3 separate regions of the Sus scrofa genome follow, and regions 1 and 3 are each linked to region 2. Evidence: chromatin contacts called from public Hi-C and HiChIP or PLAC-seq data. All regions are on one chromosome and are shown on one strand. Each heading gives the region's core, a stretch centred on a gene start, on an enhancer-like site or on the middle of the called end of the contact. The rest is flanking DNA. Distances are from core to core; before and after follow the strand shown. Region 1 holds the start of STIM1 (stromal interaction molecule 1). Region 2 overlaps STIM1 (stromal interaction molecule 1). Region 3 overlaps STIM1 (stromal interaction molecule 1).

What was found. Hi-C and Micro-C count contacts between places; a contact is called where the count stands out from the background. HiChIP or PLAC-seq counts read pairs in DNA pulled down with a chosen protein or histone mark.
Region 1: a contact with region 2 is called in an H3K27ac HiChIP or PLAC-seq map of skeletal muscle. The contact joins the promoter of STIM1 here to the enhancer-like site in region 2. A contact is called at or near these places in 1 of 5 promoter capture datasets (fetal liver), 5 of 47 Hi-C or Micro-C datasets (blood, embryonic fibroblasts, heart right ventricle and 2 more) and 2 of 2 datasets of contacts at active chromatin or transcription factors (alveolar macrophages and skeletal muscle).
Region 3: a Hi-C map of skeletal muscle shows a contact between it and region 2, with 4 times the contacts expected there. The contact joins two enhancer-like sites. A contact is called at or near these places in 12 of 47 Hi-C or Micro-C datasets (alveolar macrophages, blood, fetal skeletal muscle and 5 more) and 1 of 2 datasets of contacts at active chromatin or transcription factors (skeletal muscle).

Annotation. Positions count from the first base shown.
Region 1 is chr9:6,268,007-6,270,706 of Sscrofa11.1, forward strand. It overlaps STIM1 (stromal interaction molecule 1), which reads right to left and starts at 1,417. Exons shown (of 12, transcript NM_001130974.1): 1 at 1,279-1,417. The coding sequence starts at 1,417.
Region 2 is chr9:6,177,895-6,180,594 of Sscrofa11.1, forward strand. The region is part of intron 1 of STIM1 (stromal interaction molecule 1); the gene reads right to left. Among named protein-coding and RNA genes, the nearest start is that of STIM1, 90 kb to the right of the region's middle. Within about 2 kb of position 1,422, at least 41 of the 83 cell types and tissues checked have an H3K27ac peak or open chromatin away from gene starts, as enhancers often do. A contact at or near this core is called in fetal liver, liver, omental adipose tissue and 2 more, where this site is marked.
Region 3 is chr9:6,084,090-6,086,789 of Sscrofa11.1, forward strand. All of the region lies in intron 6 of STIM1 (stromal interaction molecule 1), which reads right to left. Among named protein-coding and RNA genes, the nearest start is that of RRM1, 20 kb to the left of the region's middle. Within about 2 kb of position 1,287, at least 24 of the 83 cell types and tissues checked have an H3K27ac peak or open chromatin away from gene starts, as enhancers often do. A contact at or near this core is called in omental adipose tissue and skeletal muscle, where this site is marked.

The DNA.
Region 1 (2,700 bases), core at 167-2,666, 90 kb after region 2:
AGGCAAGAAGGGCCCATCTTCAAAGCAACAGCCGAGGTACCATGCTGGTACATTGGGCAATGCTGGGCTCACTTGGAAGCCAGCACCTGGGGTACCTGCAATCATATCCAGCCCAGTCAAGGAATTTAAAAGGGGGGTTCCTAAGAAAGGGTCTATGGCCAAAGCCAGCCTCTGCATCCGTCCACGAAACTTCCTAGCCACCACGACCTCCACTTCCTTTTCCTCCCTGTCATCAACAGATACTGACTCCAGCTCGCCCACCCACAGAAAGAACCCAGCTATAAACTCTCCTCACTCTGAGTTCACTGCTTCTGGCAAATCCCAGTGACAGGGTGAGAGACATGGGAATACGAAACTGAATTCCTTCTCAGCCTTATGTACAACAAGTCAGTTTTATTTTTTTTTTCAAATGGTTTTTATTTTTTCCATGATAGCTGGTTTACAGTGTTCTGTCAACTTTCTACTGAACAGCAAAGTGACCCAGTCACACACACACATATACGACAACTGGATTTTAAACGTGCTCTGCTCTCCTGCCACAGCACTCCAGGGCTCCTGCTGTTTGACAAGGCTCCCTGGGTGCACAGGGAAAACCAGGACAGATCGAAAATACCGTAGAATTCCTACCCTCATCAGTCAGAAGAGAGAGAATAAGCCAACAAGTGGTCCCAGGAATTTTATCACGCCCGTTTCAGGAAAAGGCCATTGAACTCCACGGCGGTAAGTCAGAAACCATCTAAGGAACGAGCTGCTTTGCTATTTCAAAGGGGCACAGCTAGGAGACAGCGGATCACCTAGGGGAAGGGAGGGACTTGGCTTCCCACACTTACTGGAATAGCCCGGCACACCTCAACACTACGTTATGGAGTAACAGAGCTGGCCCGGTCCTGGCTCTCCCTGACCAACCCAAGCAGCCTCAACCTCCCTGTGCTGCCAAGTGCTGAAACTGGCCAAGAGCAACAGCCTTATCATCCGCGCAGGCCACCCTCGCAGTCAAGTCGTCCTGAGAAGGGGTCTTGGCCTGCTGACCTGCAAGGCCAAGCTACCCCAAAGGCAGACCTCCTTTCACTGCCAACAAAGGACACCCTGAGGAGGGATGAGTGAAGTTGTCGGAGAGACAGAGAGACAGTAGTCACGGCTCCTGAACAGAAAGAACTCCTTGGACTACTAAGAACAGCCAGTGCCATGTGTGGGGCCTCCATCCACTGCACATGCAGAGACCCAGGGTTCAACTTCCCCACTTGGGCAACTCAGTTCTTGCCCGTGGCAAGGCCTTACCTGCTGCAGTGGACTCCTCAGAACCGGCCCCTGAGCCAGTTCCGGTCGCCTTCTCGCCGTGGCTTTGGCTGAGGCTCTGGCCGTGATGCAGGAGGAGCCCCCAGAGGAGCCACAGGGCGAGACGGGCGCACACATCCATGACTCCCGGTCTCAGTCACCATGCGCCGGCTCTGGCCACCTCGGGATCCCAGAGGCAAAGCCGGGAGCCCCGGAGTGCAGCCGACGGTCCTGGAACCCCAGGCAAGATGCCCTCAAGGTGCCGCAGCTGTCCAGCCACCCGCGAGTTGGCCTCCTCTGGCAGCCAAAGGTCAAGTGCTCCAAGTTTGGGCGCAGGAGGAGGGCCGGCGCCTCTGGTCCAATAGTGGGTCCGCCGGAGCTGCGACGGCCTGAGCGCCCTGTCGGCTCGGGCCGCTTCCGGAGAGTTTGGGCTGGGTGGCCGCGGAGCGGCTGTCAGCTCCGCAGCGGGCTACACCCCTGCGAGACGGGGCGGGCGGACAGGACGACCTGCGGGCACCGGGGTGGGGGAGGGAGACAAGAGAGGGAGAGAGGGGGGCACCTGGCCGCGCCCCGCCGAGCAGCAGCGAGCAGCACAGGTTCGAGGAGGGCGTGCGACTCCCAGGCCCCCGCGGGTGGCTCGGGGATCCCAGGCCTCCTAGGCCGAGGTCAGCGCCCCCGCCCAGTCCCGTGCCCAGGCGCCCGGCAGTGCCCAGGTTCAGCAGGCGGACGCGCACGGGCCAGGCCCGGGACAGAGGCTCGGGAGCGGGCGGGCGGGCGGCGCGGGGCGGGCCCGGGGCGGGCGGGGGCGTGCTCTCCGGCAGGCCCGCCCCGCGCCGCCCGGCCCCCAGCGAAGCCCGGGCCCGCCCCAGCGCCGGGCTTCTCCCGGAATAACCTGGGCAAGGCAGCCGCCCGGCGCCCCCGGACCCCCGCGGGCGCTCCCGGCCGCTGGCCCGCGCGGGTCTCGGCCAGGACCGCTCTCCCCCGCCAAGGCTCGGGTCCCGGCCTCCCCGTCCCCCGCGAGCGTCTCCCCCGCGCCAACCGCCGGCGGAGGGACCGGCGGGCCCCCGGCACGCAGTCGCTCAGGTAACCCAGGCCCGCGGCGACAGCTGCGAGGATGACAGTAGCAGCCCGGCCCGGATCTCTGGCTCCACTCGCCTCAGCTCTAGAGCCAGGCTGGACAGAAGCCCTCAGCACCACTACTGCCGCCCGGGGCTGCGGCGGCGACAACCGCCGGGCCTGCTGCGGCCGGGGGCGCGCTCCCAGCCCCCCACTCCGGACAGGCAACCGAAGCTCCGCCCTCCCGCCGCGCCTCGCAGCCAATCGGCTTCCTCCTCTCTGCAGCTTAGGAACCCGCGCGCTTCGTCACCCCGTGCGCAGCGGCCCCTGGCGGGCAGATCTGGGTGCTGCAGTCGGGACCCGGGCTCC
Region 2 (2,700 bases), core at 172-2,671:
CTAGGATCACTGTCCCCCCGGCTCCTCCTGGTTAAGACTGCTGGCCCTTCAGGGAACGTCCTCTCCAGGAGGAAACCCTCTTGAGTCATCCCAGGCCCTGGGAATGTTCCCTTCTGAGGTCAGAGAACTGAGCCCAGTCTGGTCCAGGCACCACCTCATAAGGTTTCTTCCAGTCATAATTTAATTCTGTCTCCAGCTGGCCTGTTAGCATCTCTGGAATGGGATTTGAGCATCCTTCTGCTCTCTCTTCAGGTACAAAATTAAGCACATTCCAACTGTCCAAGGGAGAGAGAGAGGATGAACACGACAGGAACCATGCTGGGACTTTTAGAGAGAGCGTCTCTTTTACAACTCTGTGAAGGTGGTACCTTTACTACTCCAGATGTGAGATGAGGAGACCGAGGCCCAGGTCAATGGACCCACTCAAGTCACATAAATGGGGAAAGCAGGGCTAGCATTCAGATACTGTCTATCTCCACAATCTTTTTTTTCATCTCCAGAATCTTGATAAGAATAAGCACATACTGGAGTTCCCATCATGGCACAGTGGTTAACGAATCCGACTAGGAACCATGAGGTTGCAGGTTCGATCCCTGGCCTTGCTCAGTGGGTTAAGGATCCGGCGTTGCCGTGAGCTGTGGTGTAGGTTGCAGATGTGGCTCGGATCCCGCGTTGCTGTGGCTCTGGCGTAGGCTGGTGGCTACAGCTCTGATTAGACCCCTAGCCTGGGAACCTCCATATGCCGCAGGAAGCGGCCCTAGAAAAAGCAAAAAGACAAAAAGACCAAAAAAAAAGACTAAGCACATACTGCTATCTGCCTGGTCACCAACCATGCAGCTGATTTGTTGGGTAATTCAGTCACGCCAGCTCCCCACCTCAACTCCTCTCTGCTGCCAATTTGGGTCCAAGAGCGGCTATTCTTTCTTCCTCTTACTGTGTCCCAGGAGGAAATGCAAAAGGGAGCTGCCCTGGGTCCCTTCCAGGGTGGAGTACGTAAAAGAATCAGGCTAAACAAAGAGCCCTTCGGTGGGGGAAAAGAGAGGCAAGTATTCATAGCCTACAGCATCAGAGCCAGAAAACGGCACGGGGTAAGCCCTCTGCTTTTCCAGATGAGGACATGGAACCCCAGGGGGGGCTCACTTGCCTCGGGTCACAGAGCTGAGCAGAGACGCAAACGCTGTCTCCCGGCTCCCCAGCTGCTGCTCATTTCTGGCCTCCTCTGCACCAGGCCACGGAGGCAGAACTGGAGTATGGCCTGTCAGGCCTGTCACCAAGGGCAGAACCCGGATGCTGTAAACACAGGAAACGGGCTGGGATGAGGTTCAGAGGGAGCAGCCACCTTTGCCAAGTTAGAGGTGTTCGAGTTTCCTGTCTGCAGCCGCGAACAGTCACAGAAACGCTCCAGAAAGCAACACGAGGCCCACAGGAAAGAGAAACACTCAGGCCGAGAACTGACTCTGAGTTATTCAGGGCAACCTGCTTAGGTTTACAGATGAGGAAGCAGCGCCTCCCCAAAAAGAAAAGTGACTTGTCCAAACGCACACACAGAATTTAAGAACCCTTAGAAATCACGCAGCTGGTTCCAAAGCTTCATTTTATTTTATTTTATTTTTTGACTTTTCTAAGGCCGCTCCTGTGGCATATGGACATTCCCAGGCTAGGGGTCGAATCGGAGCTGCAGTCACCAGCCTACGCCAGAGCCACAGCAACACGGGATCTGAGCCATGTCTGCGACCTACACCACAGCTCATGGCAACGCCAGATCATTAACCCACTGAGCAAGGCCAGGGATTGAACCCACAACCTCATGGTTCCTAGTCGGATTCGTTAACCACTGAGCCACGATGGGAACACCCAAAGCTTCATTTTAATGATGAGGTGTCCAAGGCCCAGAGAGGGAGAGGGCTTGCCCAAGGTCACACAGCTAGGCCATGACAGCCGGCCCGGAACCGCGTCTTCTACCTCAAGGCCAGGGCACTTCCTGCTGGCTAGAGTGAACAGGACAAAGGGATTTGGCTGCTGGTTTGGCCTTGGAAAAAGTACAACAGGTCAGGAAACTGAAAACAGGCAGGATCTACTAACAGCTAATGACGAATGACAAGGAGCAAACAGAGCAAGCTTAGAGAAGCCAAAACAAAAGTGGTCTGGTTGCTTAAGACACTTTGGGAAACTAAGAGGCAGAAAAATATTCTGGCTATTCTAGGAACTTAGACTCCAAAGAAGAACACGCAGGGAAGGCAGACAGAAAAGGCTGGAAACGCTAAGAGAAATCCCAGGGGTTCTGCTTCCTTCCTCTGTCCTGGGCCCGGATCCGGAGAGGTTCACCCTGGAAGCCACCCTGGACCCAGCAGCCACGAGGGGCCCTCAGCACCTCGCAGACTCCTAGGCCCCAGGCGCCACGCAGCCGGCAGGTATGGAGGGCGCCTACAATGCCCGGCACAGACAATGCCCGGCAATTCCTGCCTATTCAGTCCTCACAGCAGCCCTGCCAGACAAGGATTATAACTGCCATTTAACAGATGTGGAAACTAGGGCTTTGAGAAGGCAAGTCCCTTGGTCCCAGGTGTGAAGTGAGGACCCATCCACGGCAAATCCAGGATTCAACTTAAATTCCCATTCAAGAAATTCTTATCGAGAGCTTGCTGTTCCGAGGCTGTGGAGCAGAGCTGGGGGCACAAAAGGAAACACACATGGCCAGCA
Region 3 (2,700 bases), core at 37-2,536, 94 kb before region 2:
GGGTGGCAGTAGCGGAGAGATTTGGGAAGGGGAGGAAGGAACGACTGAGCTGTACCTCTTGGACTCCTGAGGACCTGTGCTCAGAAGCCCAGAAAAATGAAATTCATGCCAAAGGGGCTGGGCAGGGCTTGGAAGGGCCCCCTGTTGCTCCCAGCCCTTAGCTCCCTTCCTAAGTATCTTCCATGGTGGGCAAGAGCTCAGGGGCGTCAGTTATAACGAAAATACCCTTGTACCCACCCATGCATTCCCTCTGCTCACTGGAAAAACAAAACAAAACAAAACAAAAACTCAATGCATCCAACCAAGCTTCCTCCACAGACCCATCTATGTTCATTCAGTCAGGCATCCTTCCACTCATTCCCAAGTACTTAAGGGGGTTCACAAAATGACAAGTCCAGGGCTGAGCCCTAGATATACTGACGCGAATGAGAAAACCGTCAGTGCCACTGAGGCAGTCAGGATTTATTTATTTGTTTATTTTTGTCTGTTTTGCCTTTTCTAGGGCCGCTCCCACGGCATATGGAGGTTCCCAGGCTAGGGGTCGAATCAGAGCTGTAGCCACCTACACCACAGCCACAGCAATGTCGGATCCTTAACCCACTGAGCAAGGCCAGGGATCGAACCTGCAACCTCATGGTTCCTAGTGGGATTTGTTAACCACTGCACCATGACGGGAACTCCGGTAGTCAGGATTTAGTCCAATAAAGACACGTAAACAGACAGCGGCACACAGTGTGACAGGTTCTATAATAGAGAGACACACAAGGGGTTGGATAGGCCCAAAGGATGGGGTGACAGACTCTGCCTGGAAGGACTCAGGGCACAGGATGGCCTGGGCAGACTCAGCAGAAAAAGTGAGTTTGCTCCTTCCTCCAGGAGAGGGAAAGGACCTAGCCACTGTCAGCTCTTCCTACCCTCGTAACTACCACGCGACCAGGGGACCAGGATGGGAAGGGAAAAGGATGATGAGGAAGACAAGTGACATACGGCTTCGCCCTGAGCTACAGAAGAGGAAGGCCAGGCTGTAGAACAAAAGCAGTCCAGAAAGAAGAGCACTGAAGAGTGAGTTAATCCCGTGGGTGAAACAGAAGAGGCAGAAACTGAACTAAACCTCTGAAAAATCCCAAGCCCGGATGTGTCGGTGACCAAAGCCTCAAAAGATGTGGTGACAAGAGGAAAAACATCTAGGCTGCAAGCTTACTGCTGACAACTCGCAGTCTCCGGCCCCTGGAGCTGCAAGGACTTTACCCCGACCCCCGTATGTGCACAGCAGGTGGCGCTAGAGGCACAGCGAAAACAAACCAGAGGCGCCATTTCCAGGCCCATCTCCTTCTCTCACTGAACAGTCAGTCCCTGACCCGACTGCTTGAAATTACACCATTACAGATTCAGTTCTCCACCGAACAGTCTCCTCCGAAAGCAGCCTCTTCCAAAAAGCCTATAATATGCCTGTCTTCTCTGTACAATCGGGAGCTCTTTAAAGCAGAATCTAAACTGACCCACGTTTATTACAGTCTTAACAGCATCTATAGAGATGAGCATCCGTAACTGCTATTGGGCGCAGAAATGAGCAAACATACGTACACTGAAAGCTTGCCCCGCGCCGCCGCCTCCACAGAAGACTGAGCACCTTGACAGCACATACGAGTAAGAAAACTAGGCGGCCTGACTGCGAGCCCTGCCTCTAAGGAGCTGTGTGACTATGGACAGGTCTCTTCCCTGGACAAGGCCTATTCCTTCATTTTCAAGTGGGAATCAAAATTCCTCCCTGCTTCAAAGACTTATCTTGAACCAAATGAAATCCTAGCTGGAATGCACATGTAGCATGATATGTAGTCATCCGAAATATCAGGAACTCTATTAAAAAAAACCATAGTGGCCGGCAGTGTAGGCCTGCTGAGCCAGGAGGGACAAGAGGCACGTGGGCTCTGGACACCGTCCGTCAGAGGGTGTGCGTGTGCACGGGTGCAAGGCTGGCCCTGGGCAGGTGTGTACATTCACTTCTCCAAGGGCCACAGGTCCTTTCGCTCTGGAGGCCTTGGGGAGCAGGGAGGGCGGGGAGCTTAGTTTTATCCCCAAACTTGGAATGTCTCCTGCCTAGATTCTTTGCCTTTGGAATGAAAACAGTACATGCTTTTCAGACAAGTGAAGAATGGGGACGGCCCACACAACAGCATTTAGCCCCCAGCTGGAAGAGGGCCCAGGAATAAGGGGCCCAGCAAAGTAGCCAGGAATCGGCTCAAAGATAAAACTCCTCTGGCCCCCCCAAGCTCAGCCCGCCGAAATGAATCTGCTCGGGCTGCCTTTACGGAGGCAGCAGGCTGAGGGTGTCAACACTCCTAGCTTCGTGATGTGTGACCCCAGAGAAGGCACTCACCCTCTCTGAGGCTTCACTTCCTCAGCTCTACAGTCGAGGTACAGTACCTACCGAACAGGGTCGTGGTGATGAAAAACAAAGGCGTTCAACAATACCTGGCTGAAAACGTCCGTTCCCCATCCCTCCAAAGAAAATAGTATCTACCATTTAAAAAGAACACAAAAGAGCCAGATCCCATTTCCTCTTACATGGACTCCTGAAAAGACTTCTCCACTGTCTAAAAGACAGTCCTGAAGTAGGCCTCTCCTTTTCTCAAAACCAAACCAAAGCAAAAAAGCCAAACACCTGCTCGGACTCTCAAATGCCTCTTGCACCCTACTCAC